Regions from separate parts of the Mus musculus genome. Here regions 1 and 2 are each linked to region 3. The links are chromatin contacts, called in public Hi-C maps. All regions are on one chromosome and are shown on one strand. The core of a region is the stretch at or near the end of the contact, and the rest is flanking DNA. Distances in the headings are between cores, read along the strand shown. Region 1 holds the start of Serpinb1a (serine (or cysteine) peptidase inhibitor, clade B, member 1a). Region 2 overlaps Gm35899 (a long non-coding RNA gene). Region 3 has its middle 16 kb from the start of Serpinb1b.

Evidence for each region. Hi-C and Micro-C count contacts between places; a contact is called where the count stands out from the background.
Region 1: a Hi-C map of bone marrow-derived macrophages shows a contact between it and region 3, with 15 read pairs. The contact joins the promoter of Serpinb1a here to the enhancer-like site in region 3. A contact is called at or near these places in 6 of 39 promoter capture datasets (the 3T3-L1 cell line, the C10 cell line, embryonic stem cells and 3 more), 1 of 15 datasets of contacts at CTCF or cohesin (CD8 T cells), 22 of 484 Hi-C or Micro-C datasets (the 3T3-L1 cell line, B cells, the Ba/F3 cell line and 15 more), 8 of 115 datasets of contacts at active chromatin or transcription factors (bone marrow-derived dendritic cells, bone marrow-derived macrophages, effector CD8 T cells and 5 more) and 3 of 9 other capture datasets (adipose tissue, embryonic stem cells and liver).
Region 2: a Hi-C map of conventional type 1 dendritic cells shows a contact between it and region 3, with 3 times the contacts expected there. The contact joins two enhancer-like sites. A contact is called at or near these places in 6 of 39 promoter capture datasets (the 3T3-L1 cell line, the C10 cell line, embryonic stem cells and 3 more), 3 of 15 datasets of contacts at CTCF or cohesin (CD8 T cells, embryonic stem cells and large pre-B cells), 62 of 484 Hi-C or Micro-C datasets (the 3T3-L1 cell line, the 63-12 cell line, the AML12 cell line and 39 more), 9 of 115 datasets of contacts at active chromatin or transcription factors (CD8 T cells, bone marrow-derived dendritic cells, bone marrow-derived macrophages and 6 more) and 3 of 9 other capture datasets (adipose tissue, embryonic stem cells and liver).

What each region holds. Positions count from the first base shown.
Region 1 is chr13:32,849,155-32,852,775 of GRCm38.p6, forward strand. It overlaps Serpinb1a (serine (or cysteine) peptidase inhibitor, clade B, member 1a), which reads right to left and starts at 2,031. Exons shown (of 7, transcript NM_025429.2): 1 at 1,988-2,031; 2 at 1,085-1,260. The coding sequence starts at 1,252.
Region 2 is chr13:32,867,637-32,870,879 of GRCm38.p6, forward strand. Gm35899 (a long non-coding RNA gene) reads left to right here. Exons shown (of 4, transcript XR_873210.1): 3 at 298-355; 4 at 1,527-3,243. Among named protein-coding and RNA genes, the nearest start is that of Gm35899, 4.2 kb to the left of the region's middle. Within about 2 kb of position 1,420, at least 8 of the 459 cell types and tissues checked have an H3K27ac peak or open chromatin away from gene starts, as enhancers often do. A contact at or near this core is called in bone marrow-derived dendritic cells and conventional type 1 dendritic cells, where this site is marked.
Region 3 is chr13:33,065,901-33,069,655 of GRCm38.p6, forward strand. It overlaps the pseudogene Gm18316. Among named protein-coding and RNA genes, the nearest start is that of Serpinb1b, 16 kb to the right of the region's middle. Within about 2 kb of position 2,426, at least 44 of the 459 cell types and tissues checked have an H3K27ac peak or open chromatin away from gene starts, as enhancers often do. A contact at or near this core is called in B cells, CD8 T cells, bone marrow-derived dendritic cells and 3 more, where this site is marked.

The sequences.
Region 1 (3,621 bases), core at 781-3,280, 220 kb before region 3:
CTGAGACCTTCTTTCTCAATGCTTATCTTATTACGGTCCACAACTCATTCTCTAGAGAAATAACTTCCTTAAGTTTATTCTGGTGAGAGTTTACTTCCTCTTCTGCTAGTTGTAAATCAACAGGCCTTTTATGGTTGTGTGAGGTCTGGCCTCATTACTTGCTTCTAGGACACAAAGGACAAAAGCACACAGGGTCCAGAGTCCATGCTACTCTCTGAGCTCCGCTTACTAGATTGCTACATGGACACACCTACGAGACTGAAATGGGGAGGGAAAGGCCTTGAGACAGTATACTGTTTCCTGATGCTGTCAGCTGTAAAAAGCCTTAATGCTGAAGCAGACATAACCTGCGAGAAGCACCTAGCAGCAGGTGCAGTTAGGAAACACTTTACCCACTCCTGTCATGATTTCCAAAGGTGGCAGAATTCCCCTCTCAGAATTAAGGAACACCAAGAGCAGAAGTGCCCTTCATACCCATTAAGGAAGACTAGGCAGCTGTGGGGAGAGATGCAAAGGTGACCTGCTGTCTCCCAGGGGTGGACTGAGAGGAGGTAGGACCTGTCCAACAGGCCACAGGGACTTTACAATCCCTCCTCCTGCAGAGCCACAGCCAGTGAAATCAGGCTGGAGAGAGGCACAGGGCTAACCCTGGGAACATAGACAGGTGGCTGTCTTTACCTTTTGTCCCCATAAAAAAACCACCACCACCAAGCTCTCTTCCTGTAGCATGTTCTTATATTTGTCATGCCTGAAGGTGACCCTATTACTGGCATGATTTATGAGTAGTGGTTATCAGTGCAAAAGGAAAACAGGAAACAGCTAGCTCTGGGGAGGTGCAGGGCTAGCTTACCTGAAAGCCTGTGATTCACTCTTGTGAATGGGAGAACCAAACCCACAGGTAGTGTCATTGTCTTTCTTCACTTTGTGTCCCCAACTGAACAGAGACTCTGCCCTAATCTCACTTAAAGTTGGTAGTGAATGAAGAACTGACTGTTTTGGGGGTGTGGCTCTCTGAAAGTCTGACTGTACCATCTAACAAGCATGGAGATGGCAGGGAGAGCTGGCCAGTTTGGCTTTTGCTAACCTTAGAAAGCTGAGCTGCAGTGCTGCCTTTGGCCCCCAGAATGACCATGGCCAAGGCAGAAGAAATGCTGAAGGGAGAGAAGAAGATGTTTCCTGTGGGGCTGCTTTCATTCAGGGTTTGGAACAGCTCCAAGGCGAAGAGGGTGTTGGCTGAACTCAGCTGCTCCATGGTGAAGTCTGCAAAAGAGGGGAGATCAGCACTGCCAGCTACAACACCAGCAACACTACCTACCTCAGCTCTGACATCCACCCCTAGGACCCTACAGTTTGGAATTCCTACCTCATCCTGTTTTTCCTAAGAGGGCAAGCATACTACTTCAGTTCTCCATGCCTGAGATCAAGGCTGAAGTCTCAGCTGGAGTGAAATATGCGAATTTGAGAATGCCACTCAAATAAGTAAGATGTGGGTGACAGGGAAGAGGAACACTCCTCTGTGTCCCTTTTGCAAACAAGCTGATTCCTGCAGTGGGTAAGCAAGCCCTGCTTGAGGCTCATCTGCTAATCCAGCTGGGTCCCAAACTCAGAGCTCCAGTTTGTCCAAGTACAGGCTAATCACAAATGTGTGTCCCTGGCTGTTTAGCTACCCGGGCCACATGGAGTTCTCATTGTTGAGGATCTAGGATCTCACCAGCTTCCTTCCCTCCCAGCCTCCCTGCAGCCAGGATTGACCGTATGAAGCTCAGGGCACTGTCTCCCAGATCAAGGTTCAAAAAGAAAGCCGAGGGAAAGAAAAACTAGGATCACCTTCCTCCCTCGGGCCCGCGGCCTGGAGTAGGGTGCAGTTGGGGATCCACAGAGCATTTTCTGGTTACATCTTGGGTGAGGGTGAGGTACCAGGAACGTGCTGGTTCCTGGAAGAGGTGCCAGCTTCCTCCCTCCTTGCTATGACCCCTGAGAATCTTACCTCTTGCTTAGCAGGTCTGGCTCCACTTACAGCTAGGATGAAGTGCTCAGAGCCAGCTGTTGCCTTTATAGCATGCAGAAGGGGCGTGTCTTCCTGGCAAGCCCAAGCTGGGTGGAGGCGCCTTTTCTTGGCTGAGTGTTTAAAACCCGACCTTGGAGGGCTGTCAAAATAAAAGCAGAAGATTGTGGCCACTCTCAAGGGGACTTTACTTTCCTCAGTTGCAGGCCTTTTTATTATTATTATTATTATTATTATTATTATTATTATTATTATTATTTCTTTAAGCAGAGATCTGGTAAGTTATTTCTTCCTCAGCTGCAAATGGCCAAGAGAATAAATAAATGTCCTTTCTTCCAGGTCAAAAGATACCTTCTTGAATTCCACTGAAACGCTGTAAAATCAAAAGGAATCCTTTCTGTGCGGTATGTAGGTAGGGATGGAGAAATATCTTTGGGGTCCTTTGGATAAGGTCCCAGATTGCCAGTTACAAGCAATAGGTGATCCTTGTCTTCTCTGCCTTTCAGGTGCCAAGGCTAGCTCAGGGACCACACCAGGCTGGAGAAGCCCTCAACCCACAATTCCCCACTATTAGACTAAAAGTTTGGACAAATCCCCTCACTATGCAACTTAAATTAGAATTGACTAGCCCAGGCCATTGTTAACTTGATGGGCTCAGCTTTATTCTCCTTGAAGTGTTTGGAACTGTAAATTCACAGAACTTTTAGTGCTTCTTGTCTTTCTTCAGAGGACAAAGGAAGAATCCTACTGTAGGTGAGGGTCACAACACATGGATTAGTGTTTGTTAGACTCGGGAACTAAAAGAGGAGAAAGGAAGATGGGGAGGTGGGTCAGCACGTCTCTTGAGCACTCCCGTGTTGGATATAATGCCTATTGTGAGGTATCAGAAGATAGAAACTTCGTGTGTGGTGTTTGGGAGGTGAGGACTTTGAGAAGTGATTAAGATTACACAGGGTTCTCAGGGTGGGGACGCCTGACTGAATTCCAGAATATCATCTTCATGACCACTAGGTGGCGAGCACGCCCCAGCTCTTAAGGACTATGACTCCAAGCTTTAATAAGAGAAGGAGAGATGAGAAGATCAGAAGAGATAGATCTGCGCTCCTTTTTTCCCCCCTATGATACCTTGATGCCTTACACTTTCTGGGACCTTGTCTAGATGAAGGCTAGTTCAGATGCTGAGTCTTGAACATGGAGAATTCATAATTATCAAGCCACAAATGTTTTACTATAACAACATAAATGGACATAGTCCTTTTCACATACAAAATATATTCATCCATGTAGCTCAACGTTATTCTAGTATTACCAGAATCAGAAATGAAATTCAAAATATCCCCAGTGAGCCCGTGGAGTCAAATAAGTTAGTTTCTTCTGAAATAAAATGGGACCAGCTTAGAACAGAATTTCCTTTTTAAAAAAATCAGTGACAAGGAAAAAGTGGTAGGTCCTACAGACTTTCAAAGTCCAGCATTACAAGCACTGGGACAACTTGAGGCTTGAATACCACCATTACACCTCCCTGTTTCTACAGTCAGACAGGGCAGGGTCATGGATGTCCAAGGCTCTGGTGGACTTCAACCCCATAACCACCAGATGTCGATGACGCAGCAGCC
Region 2 (3,243 bases), core at 170-2,669, 200 kb before region 3:
GTCACTGGGATGAAAGTCTAGTATGTGCCTCCACACCTGGCTTCTCTCTTGATTATAAATTGTCTTTAACTTTTGCTTTTTTTTTTGTATGTCAAGCAATAGTGCACTGTCAACAATTTCCACAGAGATTTTTTAAAAATTTTTTCATTTTCCCCAAATATTCTAGTTCCTTGCTTTTACAGTCCTTCACCCAGAAAGCATCAGGGTATAGGCATAACTCTGCCAAGTCACTGTCACTTTGTGGGACACCAGTCTTTCTTTGGGTTTCTCACACCTTGTTCCTCATTTCAATCTTAGATACACTCAGAATTGGCTTTACCACCCATGTTTCCGCCAACATGCAGATCTAAGCCAGGTAAGATCTCTCTCAGAAGAGCGTATCAGCTCCCCATTATGATCTATCACCAGTATCATCCTTAAAGCCCCAACAATAGAAATCTCAAATGCTGCCAATCTCTGTTACCACTCTCAGTAGAAGCCACTGTCACGGCTGGGGTGGTTGTGTAGTCACAGTGAAAACATGATGCTGATATCTTACTTTGTGGTGTTATAACTCAATAGTGAAACTGAGAAGTTTATTTACAAGATTGTTTCACTTTTTGAGACTGAAAGCTTGAGTTCAAGGTGGGAAGTTCTGTGTTTAGTGAAGGCTTCTCTCTGCTTCCAAGATGGTGCCTGCTTGCTGAGGTTTCTGGGAGATGAGGCTCGCCCTCATGAAGCAGAAGAGATGAGAGCGGCAGCCCATCCACTCCCTCTGTCTTAGTCAGGGTTTCTACTGCTGTGATAAAACCACATGCCATGACGAAAGCAACTTGGAGAGGAAAGAGCAGGTTGATTTCAGTTCCTACTCAGGCCACAGGTAACCACTTGGGGAAGTAGGGGCAGGAGCTCAAGGCAGGAACTGAATCAGAGGCCATGCAGGAGTGTCGCTTACTGGCTTGCTTTCCATGGCTTATGCTGAAAATAATATTTCAGTACAATATATTCTAATTTGGGTTTCCCCTCCCTCAAATCCCCTTAGATCCTCCCTCACCCACTTACCATCATACCATTCTCTCTCTATAGAAAACAAAGCATCCAATAAACTAGAAATTTAAAAAGAAAAAAAAAAACCCACAAGAAACATAGTCAGAGATAATCACAAAATTGGAAACCATAAGTAAAAGGCCAATAAGATAAGAAAACCAAAACTAATAAAGCCACATGAGACAAACGTTTACAAAAATACCACCAAGTTCGTTTTGTGTTGGCCATCTACTGCTGGGCACAGAACCTACCCTTAAGTGGCATTAAGTGTGGCTAATGCACCGAGTAAGATTCCATGGGAGCAAACTGATTTCTCCTTTGCAAGCAGTTGTCAGTTGGAGACAGCTCCTTGGTGAAGGATGGGAGGAGACCTTGTCTACTTCCCTTTCTCAGTGCTGGGAGCCTGTATGGCTTGGGCTGGGCAGGACCTGTGCATTCTGCCACAGTCTGTATGAGTGTATTATCTGTGGGATTACTGAACATTTCCATTTCTATTTTAGGAGCACGGATTACCATGAGCAACTGAAGTCACGAAGAGGGAGACTCCTGCACTCAGTTATTGCTGCTGCCCCACCCTTGAGAGCAGAAGTGATTTACTTTTAGCCTGTCCTGATCTTCACACGTGCTGCCTATCCAGTGCTCTGGATTCTCACAGATACCATGAGAGCCTCTGCTTTACACTTTGAAAGCATTTTGAATTAGTTTGTTCTCCTCCCACTCAGTTTAGAAACTGTCTTGGGGTGACTTGTGACACGTTAAATCGATACGGAATTATAAATCTCAGGAAAGTGCTTTATGATATAGTGAAATGTGATAACAATTTAAACTCTCTCTGGCTGTTCTGGTTCTCCATCTGCAGATCAGGCTAGCCTCCAACACTGGTTTGTAAACTTTTAAACTTAGCCTATATAATGCAAAATAGTGACTTTATTCCATCTTCATGCATATATATTATCACACTTTGCTCAGATTGACTCCTGCTTTACTGTCTCTTGTTCTCCTAAGTGAGAACCATGGGTCCTCCTCTTCAATAGTCACAATTTTATGTTTTTTTTCAATTTCCCTCCAGATTGCTGCCCTCCTTCCTGGTTCCCTATCCCCCCACCCTGTTACACAGTCCCTTTCCCCACACTCCATCCCTTGTTCCCTTTCTCCTTTGAGAATGTGAAGAACTTCCCCCCCCCCCCCTGCAGGTCCAGGAGCATCCTCTCCCACTGAAGCCAGACAATACATCCTACTTAAGGGAACTCTACAGATAGGGAACAGCATTAGCAATAGCCCTCTTTCTCCTATTGCGGAACAAGCTATACATCTGCTACCTGTGTGCAGGGTGCCCATGTATGCTCTTTGGTTGGTGGTTCAGTCTCTGAGGGCCCCAAGGATCCAGGTTAGTTGACTTTGTTGGTCCTTCTGCGGAGTTCCTATCCTATTTAGGGCTCTCAATCCTTTCCCCAGCTCTTCCATAAGAGTCCCCAAGCTTCATCTTGTGTTTGGCTGTGAGTCTCAGCATCTATTTTTGGTCAGCTTCTGGGTAGAGCCTCTCAGAGGACAGTTATGCTAGGCTCCTGTCTGCAAGCAGAACAGAGTATCATTAATAGTGTCAGATATTGGTAATTGAAAATGGGATTGGCCTCAAGTTGGACCAGTTATTGGTTGGCCATTCCCTCAATCTTTGCTCCACCCCCATCTCTGCATTTCTTGTAGACAGGATAAATTTTGGGTCTAAAGTTTTGTGGTTGTATTGGTGCCCTTTATACTTTTTATATGTTTAAAATAAATCTGGGTTCCACATCAAGGAAAAATGCTATGTGAGTGAAGGGACTCTAGCTGTCCTGAGAAAGACAAGCATGGCTCTGGCAGGCCTTGCCCTTCTCCACAATTCCCTCTCCTTGGGTAAATCCTGTTAGATTATATTCCTAAAGCTGGTTGCTAAGGTCTATTCCTTTATTTGGCCACTTCCTCCTTCTGGGGCTATCAAAGTATTGAAGTTCATCAGTCAAAAACCCCCTTACAGTTAATCTATTTAACATGCCCAATCAAAATTAAACAGCTCATCCTTACACGGAGTTTCACCTTTGATTGTATAAACTACCATCTGCCTGTGGGCCATGTCTGCCTCCTCTCTATCCAGAGGCAGTACTTTGTTCCCTTTCCCCTTGCTCCTTTCCTACTCTTCTTAGTCTTCTAGCTCCCGTCTTTGTCTCTTATTCTCTGGCC
Region 3 (3,755 bases), core at 1,176-3,675:
GACTTTAAAGAATTTATTTTCTTTTGCAAATCTCTTGAAACAACAGATACTGCACATGATGTATTTGTACAGTTGGTTTATTTCTGAAAGAGCTGAAGATCTCTTGGGAAAGGGATGGTGGTGTTTGCACAGACAGTGCTCCAGCTACTAGGATGTCAATCTGGATTTCAGTGTTTGATACTGAGTCACCAAAAGTGATTCATTCACCATGTAATTGGAATTTACTGTATGACTGTCAAATATTAGTGATAACAATGCTGTTACAAGAGTTAAAAGACATAAGGAAAACATAGTAAGTTCTGTCAGTTTTGTAAAGGGGAACAATTTCAACAGTTGACTTTTTTTGCAACTGCTCAACCAGTTGGATGCACCCACCAAACCTCTGCTGTTGCTCACTGAGGTGAGAGGGTTGTGGTGAGGAAACATTTTTAAAATGTATTTTTGAGCTTCCTGATTAACTTAAAACAGAGAGCAAGGCTGCAGTTTAAAGCACTCTCCAGAGATAAAAATGAATAAAAAAAAAATTAACTCACTCAGTAGACAATTTTGCCATCTTGAATGAGTTAAGTTTATCACTGTGGTGAGGACCAAATAGAACGTGCCTCAATTTATTTGAAAAGATCTGATCATTCCAAGTGAAACTTCAGCTTTGGTGGGAAAGAAGAAAATTAACTATACAGGGTACCTACCTTATCTGCTTTCTTTGAGGAACATGACAGTGCTTCAGACAAAAAGATCCCCATAATATTTTCTGGAAAGGAACTCCTGCACATATTTGAAGAGAAAATCTCATCACATTTTCGAAATCAACCTGCCATTCACTCCATTTGCACTCACTAGAAGCCTATTCAGTTCAAAGTTGGTGATGTTCCTGAGAGGCAAGAGAAGTTCACTGAACTTAGTAACAGTGATGCAGTGAATCTAGTGTATACCCAGAACTCACATGCAAGCAAGTATTTGGTGAGAGATCCTGCCTAAAAACCAAATGGAAAGCAACAGAGGAAGACACCAAATTTTGATCTCTGGCCTCCATATAAGAAAACTCTCTCTCTCTCTCTCTCTCTCTCTCTCTCTCTCTCTCTCTCTCTCTCTTTCTTTCTCTCTCTCTCTCTTCTCTCTCTCTCTCTCTCTCTCTCTCTCTCTCTCTCTCTCTCTTTCTCTCTCTCTCTCTCTCTCTCATACTTTGTATGGGACGGTAGGAAGACAGCTGGATGCCATCGCAGGAATTGGCAAGTTCCTGCTCGTCACAGGCTAAAGAGGTTTAAACTGCTTTAAACGACTTTGTTCTGAGGAGTGAGTTCTGACACGTCCTGCTTGAACAGAGCTGTCTAGAGAAGTTTTTCTTTAGGGTTCATTTCTTCAGGTTTTAGCTATCCAGGTACTCAGAGGTCACCACAGCCACATGCATGTGGGTCTTCATCCCTTTATTTCTGACTGGCATTGTATATATGGGGGTGGGGTGGGGTGGGATTGTATAGGTTTCTGCTTAGATTTCAAAAGAAGTCTTGGGAACCCAGTGTATGGAAGGATCCATTCCACTTCAAGAAGCCAGAGTCCATGTAAGAGTGAAACATATTCCACACTTCTCCAACTTCTGCTGCCTGGAAAAGCTGTAAACAAAGAGTACATTCAGCCTCAAAGAGAGAGATCAGGTGAACTGCTGCCAACCAATCCACAGGACTGGGACTGCCTAGGCCTGTTAGAGCTTGAGTCCTGCTCTCACACACTCTGGATGCCAGACAGGGCTGAGGATTTAACCTTTCTCTGCTAGGTTTTGTTCTCAAACTAGTCTGATCTCTCTTTACAGCTTCCCATTTTCTCTATTTGAAAGAGAAGTGTGCATTTGCCACCGTGTATTGGAAGCATGTGCAATGTTCTTTGTGGTTTTCTCTGGACTTCAACACCAAGAGTGCCTTGGCTCTCAGAGCAGACTATGTACTTGATAGTTTTACACTGTTGAAACTGTTAAGGGTATGGAAGATACATTTTGCAATATATCAGGGACATAGGCATTTAGGGACCAAGGAAAAATTACTGTTTTGTACTTTAAATGTTTTCCCCAAACTTATATGCTGAAGTGTTTCTTTCAACTGACAATAATGTAGGAAGACAGCAGAAACTTTAAGAGGCAGGGACTCATGGGGGAAGAAATGAATAGGGCATGCCTGTGAAGGAGATTTTGTCACCCAGACACTTCTACTCTGCATCCTTTCCTGTAGTCTGTACAGAGTGAGAAGTGTAGCATACAAAGGGCTCACTGCCATAATGCACTCTCAAGAATGCCCAAGAAAGTATGAATGAGCAGCCGCAGACTGAATCTCTGAGGTTATGAGCCAAAATAAACCTTCCTCTTTTGAGTTGCTTATTTTAGTTATTTTTTTGTCACACTGCTAGAATCTGATAGATACAGAAACCGCCCCTACAGTGTGTGCATGCTACAATGCTCTTCAGAGGCAGGGTTGTGGGTGGGGTGGACTGTTCTTGATTTGGCAGCAACTTCTGGTTTCCTTGAAAGGCAGAGAATCTTCACACAGTTTCTCTGAGTTCATATGTGCATTACTCCTGCTGGGTTTGCGTGGTCATGTTTCCTTGGTGACCTTCATCATCTTGGGCTCTTATAATTTTTCTCCTCCTCTTCCTCAAGGTTCCTGTGATCCTCTTCAATTTGTGTTTCCACTTTCAAGTGTTGTCTGTTTAGATCTGTACCCAATCTTTAATTGAGTTATTTGCTTTCTTGATGTCCACGTTTTTTGAGTTCTTAATACGGTTTCAGTATTACTCCCCTGTCAGGTGTGTACATAGTTGGAAAAAAGGGAAATCTTTGATATTGTCCTTACTCATACCAAAGCCTTTCTGTTTCACCATGTCCATTTATTGTTGATATTATTGTCTGTGCTAGCAGTGTTATGCTCAGAAAGTCTTTTCTTGTGCCAATGAGTTCAAGACTATCCCCCACTATTTATTCTATCAGAGTTAGTGTATCTGGCCATACATTGAGATCTTTGATCCATTTGGAGTTGAGTTTTATGCAGGGTGATAAGTTTGGATTTATTTTCATTTTTCTACATATAGCCATACAATTTGGCCAGCATCATTTGTTACAGATGCTGTCTGTTTTCCAGTATGTATTCCTGATTTCTTTGTCAAAAAGTTGGTGTCCATTAATGTATAGGTTAATTTCTGGGTAGGAAATGTGATTCCATTGTTCAACATGTCTGTTTTTGTGCGAACATTATACTGTTTTTATTACTATAGCTCTGTAGTGTAGTCTGAGATTGGAGAAGCTGAAATCTCCAGCACTTCTTTTATTATTCAGGATTGTTTTAGTTATGCTGTTTGTGTGTGCATGTGTGTGTATGTGTGTGTTTCTGTATGAAGCTGAAATTTGTTTTTTCAATTACTGTGAGGAATTGGGTTGGAATTTTTATTGAGATTACATTGAATATGTGGATTGCTTTGGTGGGAGGGCCATTTTTAGTATATTAACCCACCTTATCCTTGAGCATGGGAGATCTTTTCCATCTTCTGCTATCTTCTTCAATTTCTTCCTTCAGTGTCTTAAAATCTTTATTATACAAGTCTTTCACTTGCTTGGTTAGTTACCCCAACATGATCTTGAGGTTATTGATTTTTGTGACTTAATTTTGTATCCTCATATTTTTCTGGAAGTGTTTATTAGGTGTAAGAATTTCCTGGTGGGATTTTTAAGGCCATTTATGTATACTACCATATCATATACACATAAAGATACTTTG